2 separate regions of the Mus musculus genome follow, and region 1 is linked to region 2. The links are chromatin contacts, called in public HiCAR-type maps. All regions are on one chromosome and are shown on one strand. The core of a region is the stretch at or near the end of the contact, and the rest is flanking DNA. Distances in the headings are between cores, read along the strand shown. Region 1 overlaps Hsd17b2 (hydroxysteroid (17-beta) dehydrogenase 2). Region 2 holds the start of Hsd17b2 (hydroxysteroid (17-beta) dehydrogenase 2).

Region 1 (2,853 bases), core at 52-2,551, 41 kb before region 2:
CTCAGCCTCTCTGGTGGAAGGATGCGGGCAGGCGCCACAAGGCATGACTGTATTTGTTCACCTTGTGTATGGATGCTACTTCCTGCCTGGTACTGGGTGTACAGCACATGCGAGGTGTTAGAGAGCACTTAAACTCTTATGAATGAAGGGACTGCCTGAAGCAAGAATGGAGACAGGAAAGAGAAACGCAGGCCCGTCAGTGTGCCAAGGAGAGAGCTACGGTCAGCCACATCAGGAACGCAGAGAGCGCCCTGGGACTGGGCTGCGGTCAGCCACATCAGGAACGCAGAGAGCGCCCTGGGACTGGGAGGGATGAGGTTCCCAAAGGGTCTGCAGCTATAAAGGCCAAGTTGTTCAGAATGAAGACGAAGGTCAAGTGTTGCCTGTTGTGTCGGGCTGGGCAAATGGCTTAGCCGCGAAAGTGCTCACTGTGCAAGCATGAAGATCCAAGTTCAAACCCAGCCCCCTCAACTTTAAAAAAAGGGGGGGGTGTGGGGGGGGAGGAGAATGATAGCACATCCCTCAGTGCTAGGAAGGTAAAGGCAAAAGAGATCCTCAGAGTTTGTTAGCTGGCCAGTCTAGCTAAGTCAGTGAGCTCCAGGTTCAATGACAAATCCTGTTGCCCACCCCCCAAAAAGGTGGAAAATACCTCCAGCCCCTATTTTATTTGTACACACATGAGTTTGCACGTGTATGCACGCACACACACACAGACACACACACACACACACACAGACACACACAGACACAGATACACACACAGACACACACACACAGACACCTACACACACACAGACACACACACAGGCACACACACAGACACACACACACACACACACACACACACCAGTATCAGAAACCTAGCTGCACCTTTTCCTTTTACAAACTTGACTTAGCACCAATCTCAGGAGGAAGGATCTGGGAGTCCAGAGCCCAGTCCCTTTAGATTTCCTTCTTATCCATGCAGAAACCCGAGAAAGAACTCCAGAAACTCTCCCAAAGCTGAGGTAGGCCTGGGGAACTCCTGGTAAAAAAATGTCTATGAGAGAGGGCAAGGCGTGATGGCCCGGTCAGAGGCTGTTGCTTATGGAAAACGAGACGGCTGGGTTGTTGACACATCTTGGACCCAACCAAGAAAGGCAAGGACAACATCTGGTTCAACCCTAGTGGATGGACTCAGGGTACCCAGGGCGCACACAGAGAGACATTCTTCATTCTTTCAGCTTACAGGAAATAGCAGTGTGCTATGCTCAGAGAGGGCCAAAGACAGGCTTCCCACAGCACCCAGTGACCTGGACTGTGAACCTAGCTGTCCTACGTGTTGGAAACTCTCCAGTGATGAACACGGTAATTAACAGAAAGTGGAGAAGAGCTTTCGCATGAGAGAATTTGAAAGGAGAGGAAGGTCAGCTGACTCTGAATACATAGGCTGACTCACTGCAACCCAGCCCTGCTTTTGTGCCCCTTGCTCTCTTGGGTAGTCCGAAAAGAATGCAGTACATGTCTTGTAGCAGGTGCCCAGTGGCTGCGTGCCAACACGTTGACTTGCCTCCCATGCTGCTGACGTTCACCAGCCTCCCCTTGGACTTTCTAAGTAGAGGCAGAAACGCCTTGGTGACCTCGACAGTTCCGAAGAAGTTCACGGCCATGCATTTTCTGTAGATGCTCATGGGTATGAGTTCCCCGTCGATAGGTAAGTGGAAGACCCCGGCATTGTTAACCACGGCCCACAGTCCTGGGGACAGAAAAAAAAAAGTATCTGTGAGGATGGGAGAAGCTGGAACATGTGGCTAGCTTCACACATCGAGTTCTGGAGCCACCAAACCTCTTTAAAAGTAGATTTCAGGCACAATACAAACTTTCCAAACTTGGTCTCTTCCTATGTACGCAAACCACCCCCATGGTGGGGCAACGTGAAGAGAACAAATGTGTATAGTATTAAACAATGATTTCAGAGATCCTGTACCTTTAAAGTATGTTTATTCTGTGTGGGAGAGAAGAGCATGCATGTCACGGTAGGTATGTCCAGGTCAGAGGACATCTTATAGGAGTTGATCCTGCCCTTCCACCTTGTGGATGGTATTAACTGCACTCAGATCATTAGCCTTTCCTGCAGCTACCATTATTCACTGAGATGAACTGGCAGTCCAGTCCTTCTCTTGCCTGGTAGCCCCTTTCCTATAGGAAGGAAGCTGGATAGTCACTATTTATGGAAACCAGTGGGACTTCAGGATGAGAGTCATAGTGCCACAGTGTGCCAGGTTTTAAACCAGCAGTTCTCAACTTGTGGGTCTTGACTCCCACGGGGGCCGTGCATCAGATATCCTGCATATCAGATTTTTTTTGCTTTATTATTCATAACAGTAGCCAAATTACAGTTATGAAGTAGCACTGAAGTAATTTTATGGTTAGGGAGTCACCACAACACAAGGAACAGTATTAAAATGTCTCGGCATTAGGAAGATTGAGGGCCACTGCCTAGTACCTCCTCCAAGGAGTATAGAAAGACATCATTAACACTTCAGGATGACATGCCTGCATCCTTTCCTCATCTCTAAAAGCCTAGCAACAAGAAGCAAAGTCTCAACAGCTGGGTGACTGTGATGTCCTAACACCATGAGCCCTGCTTCCTGGCTAGGACAGTGTGTCGCCCTGATGAACAACAGAATCACAGCACAGCTGGTTCAGACATACACCTGGCCCAACCACTGGGAATTCTGAGTGGTCATGAAGTGGGATTTGAGCATCTGCCTTTCCAAGTTCCAAGAGACGTAATGCTGGAGTTCTGTACCGTCCCCTACCCCCAGCAGTACTGTCTAGCCCTCTGGGTACATTAGCATCTTCTGGCTCAGA
Region 2 (3,009 bases), core at 469-2,968:
GGGATAGCTTCAGGGAGGGAGGGACTTGTGTAAGCATGAGAGCCCACGTTCAGATCCCTGGCACCCACGGAAAAAGCTGGGCACTGTGGGAAATGCTGGCAGCTCCTCACTGAAGAGCCAAAACCAAGAGGATCGCTGGGGCTTGCTTGTAAGCCAGGCTAGCCACTCAAGGAGCTCCAGAGTGGGGGAGAAATACCACCAAAAGGATAAAATGGGGAGTGGCTGAGGCACACACCCAGGATTGACCTCTGATCCTCAGAGAGAGAAAGATAAAGACAGACACAGACAGACAGAGACAAACAGAGACAGACAGAGACAGACGTGTACTTAATGGTTCTGTCTTCTTTCGTACAACTGGGAAATACAATAACTACTCGACTTCACTGTTGTATCTTAAACTCAGAGAAGCTGATGTCCTGCCCTTCCACACCCCAGCCAGAACCAAACCGTGCTCACAAGAAGAATCTTTGTTACTGGATTTAAAGTAAAAAAAAAAAAAAAAAAATTGATTCATCAGTCCACGAGTCCCCTGCTGACCACAGCCAGGGGCCCCAGCCACAGGTGATGACTTCCTTATGCAGGGGTGACACCCTCCTCACAAGGTGACTCTGCCGATGGCCTTTCCTCTTCTTTCCAGGCCTTTCTGGGTTAGGATCACTTGAGGGAATTCTAGTTGCAGCTTTCACCAAACAAACCCGTTTTACAACTCCAAGGAATCTAATTTGGCCGCCTCGCGCTTACTGCAGAAGAGCCTGCAGAAGAAGTGAGAGGCTGGCAGCTCAGCTAATGAGCAGCTAGCTCCGTGTGCACGCACTGCCAGTTTGATCTAATTAAGAAGCACTAATACACTAATGACATATAGAGAAAAGGTTCAAACAGGACAACAGGGTGGTTCGTGGTTCGGGACAGCAGCCTGGCAAATTGCAAAGGCTCAAAGTACAGTGGCGTCCCTAGACACACAGTATTGTGCCAAAGCTGACTGGCCACCTTCCTTCCATACATAGAGGGGTGACCAGGCCTAGGACCTAGATAAATAGTCACCTCAGAACAGAATAGCAACCAAGCCTGAAGAAGTCTGTCAGGTATTTCCTGGTACAAGAACACACGTGAAATGATGCTGTTTTACTTATTTATATTTATTCCTAGGAAATTAACACACTCATTGTATAGATCTGTGGCCCTGAGCAATTGTCACGTTTTGTCTTACCACTGGCTCCTTCCAAAGCCCATCCAAACCAAAGGACACGCAAAAAGGCAGTGAGAACCACTCGGGTATGTGCTGCCTGTCATTCACTCTAAGCACTTCCCACTCAAGCCAAAACTGACAGTGTCCCCCCACTGAGGACAGAGAGTATCAGACTCTTCTCCGCAGGACAATCACAGGAATGCTGGCCACTTACCTGTCACCAGCACGGCCTTTTGATCCACAGGTAACAAGTCTTGGTCAGATGAACTCATATACAGAAGAAGGAAGCAGGCCACGGATAAGAGGAACAAGGTGCAGAGGAGGGACAGACTGAGCAGGCAGGCACCTCCCCAGAGGCCAGCGAGACACACCGCCTGGCTCCGCAGCTGCCTGCCACTCCGGCATCCGCAGAGAAGCGTGCCCCCCAGCACTGCAGCGGCAGCCAAGCAGAGCCATGCTGACTCAGAGGCAAACGGGCTCATTCTCCACTGGCCTTCACTTGCTCTGGGCCAGTGAATACTGTGAGTGCAGAAGCTGGCTGGAGGCAGCCCAGGCTTATATGAAGGGAGAGGCAAGCGGGAGGGGGGAACGACAGCCCCCGCACCCTTTGAACAAGCATGTTAAAGGTAGTGATAGGGGAGACTACTCCCAGGATGTAATTTAAACTGTGCACTGTGATATAAATACCTGCTCATTCCCCTAAGGCACTCAACACTTACACATGAGCACACGTACACACACAAACACACACACACACACACACACGTACACACACACATACACACACACACAAATATACACACACCTACACAGACATATAGACATACACACATGCACATACACACAAATAGGCACATACACACAAATAGACACACACACATCGTAACACACAGACATAATACACACACGGACATACACACACATACAGACATACACACACTTACACATACACACATACACGCACGCGCACACGCACCCTCCCACCTGACAGATGTTTACTCAGATAATGATTGACAGACTTGGAATCACAAGAAGACAATCTCCTTTGGATGTGCCCTCTCTGTGTTGGTTGAGTTCTTTTGCTAACTCCGAGTGTATCTGTATGTGTGGCTGTGAGTGTGTGTGTGTGTGTGTGTGTGTGTGTGTGTGTGTTATCCAGGTAATCAGTGAAGCTTGGAAAGTGGATTCTAAGAAGAGAGCATCCCCGATCTGGCCTGTATCTGGAGGACTACTGCCAACTGAGACAGGTTAAGGGCTCAATGAGCCAAAAAAAGGCTCACCTTAGAGGCAGATGGAAGGTGCCTGTGTCTTCCCAGAGGGCAGTTGTGCCAGAGAGAGACCATAGCAATGACAATCAGACTGAGAGAAGCTGTCAGAACCAGTGCTCTGCTCAATTCTGACTCAGTCTACCCTGTTGGAGGCTCTGTTCTTGGTAGTAGGACTCGGTCTCCGAATAGGATGTCCTTACAACATTTCTATTCGTGTGGCAATAACGAGAGAGGCAATCAATAGGAGACTAGAGAGATTAGGAGCCGGAACGCAGCAGGGTGTCAATCCCCGGCATTGCCCTTTGAACCACCCACTGTCTGCTTTCGGTCAAACACAGAAAAGCAACCCCTCCTGTGCTAGTTCCTCCTTTTGCCCAGCTTGCATCTTACACAATCCTTTGTTAGAGTCAGCTTGTAAACTAGAAAATTCAGGCTGGGAGAGGCTGTACTTTATCCAAGAGCAAGGAATCTGAATCCACACACCTGTGACTCACCAGCTCAAGAGCCCTTCTGTAAAAACTGGAGAGATAGTTCAGTCTCTATATATAGGTATCT

Evidence for each region. HiCAR-type assays count read pairs that join an accessible place to other places.
Region 1: a HiCAR-type map of kidney shows a contact between it and region 2, with 2.1 times the contacts expected there. The contact joins the enhancer-like site here to the promoter of Hsd17b2 in region 2. A contact is called at or near these places in 4 of 39 promoter capture datasets (frontonasal cranial neural crest, liver and macrophages), 13 of 484 Hi-C or Micro-C datasets (the BV-2 cell line, ECoMG-derived neutrophils, cranial neural crest and 7 more), 5 of 115 datasets of contacts at active chromatin or transcription factors (embryonic stem cells, intestinal villus epithelium, kidney and 1 more) and 1 of 9 other capture datasets (pancreatic islet).

The regions. Positions count from the first base shown.
Region 1 is chr8:117,741,214-117,744,066 of GRCm38.p6, reverse strand. It overlaps Hsd17b2 (hydroxysteroid (17-beta) dehydrogenase 2), which reads right to left. Exons shown (of 5, transcript NM_008290.2): 3 at 1,550-1,735. It overlaps Gm31774 (a long non-coding RNA gene), which reads left to right. Exons shown (of 4, transcript XR_003947600.1): 3 at 1,224-1,347; 4 at 1,512-1,592. Among named protein-coding and RNA genes, the nearest start is that of Gm31774, 5.8 kb to the left of the region's middle. Within about 2 kb of position 1,301, at least 26 of the 459 cell types and tissues checked have an H3K27ac peak or open chromatin away from gene starts, as enhancers often do. A contact at or near this core is called in kidney, where this site is marked.
Region 2 is chr8:117,700,655-117,703,663 of GRCm38.p6, reverse strand. Hsd17b2 (hydroxysteroid (17-beta) dehydrogenase 2) reads right to left here and starts at 1,718. Exons shown (of 5, transcript NM_008290.2): 1 at 1,401-1,718. The coding sequence starts at 1,668.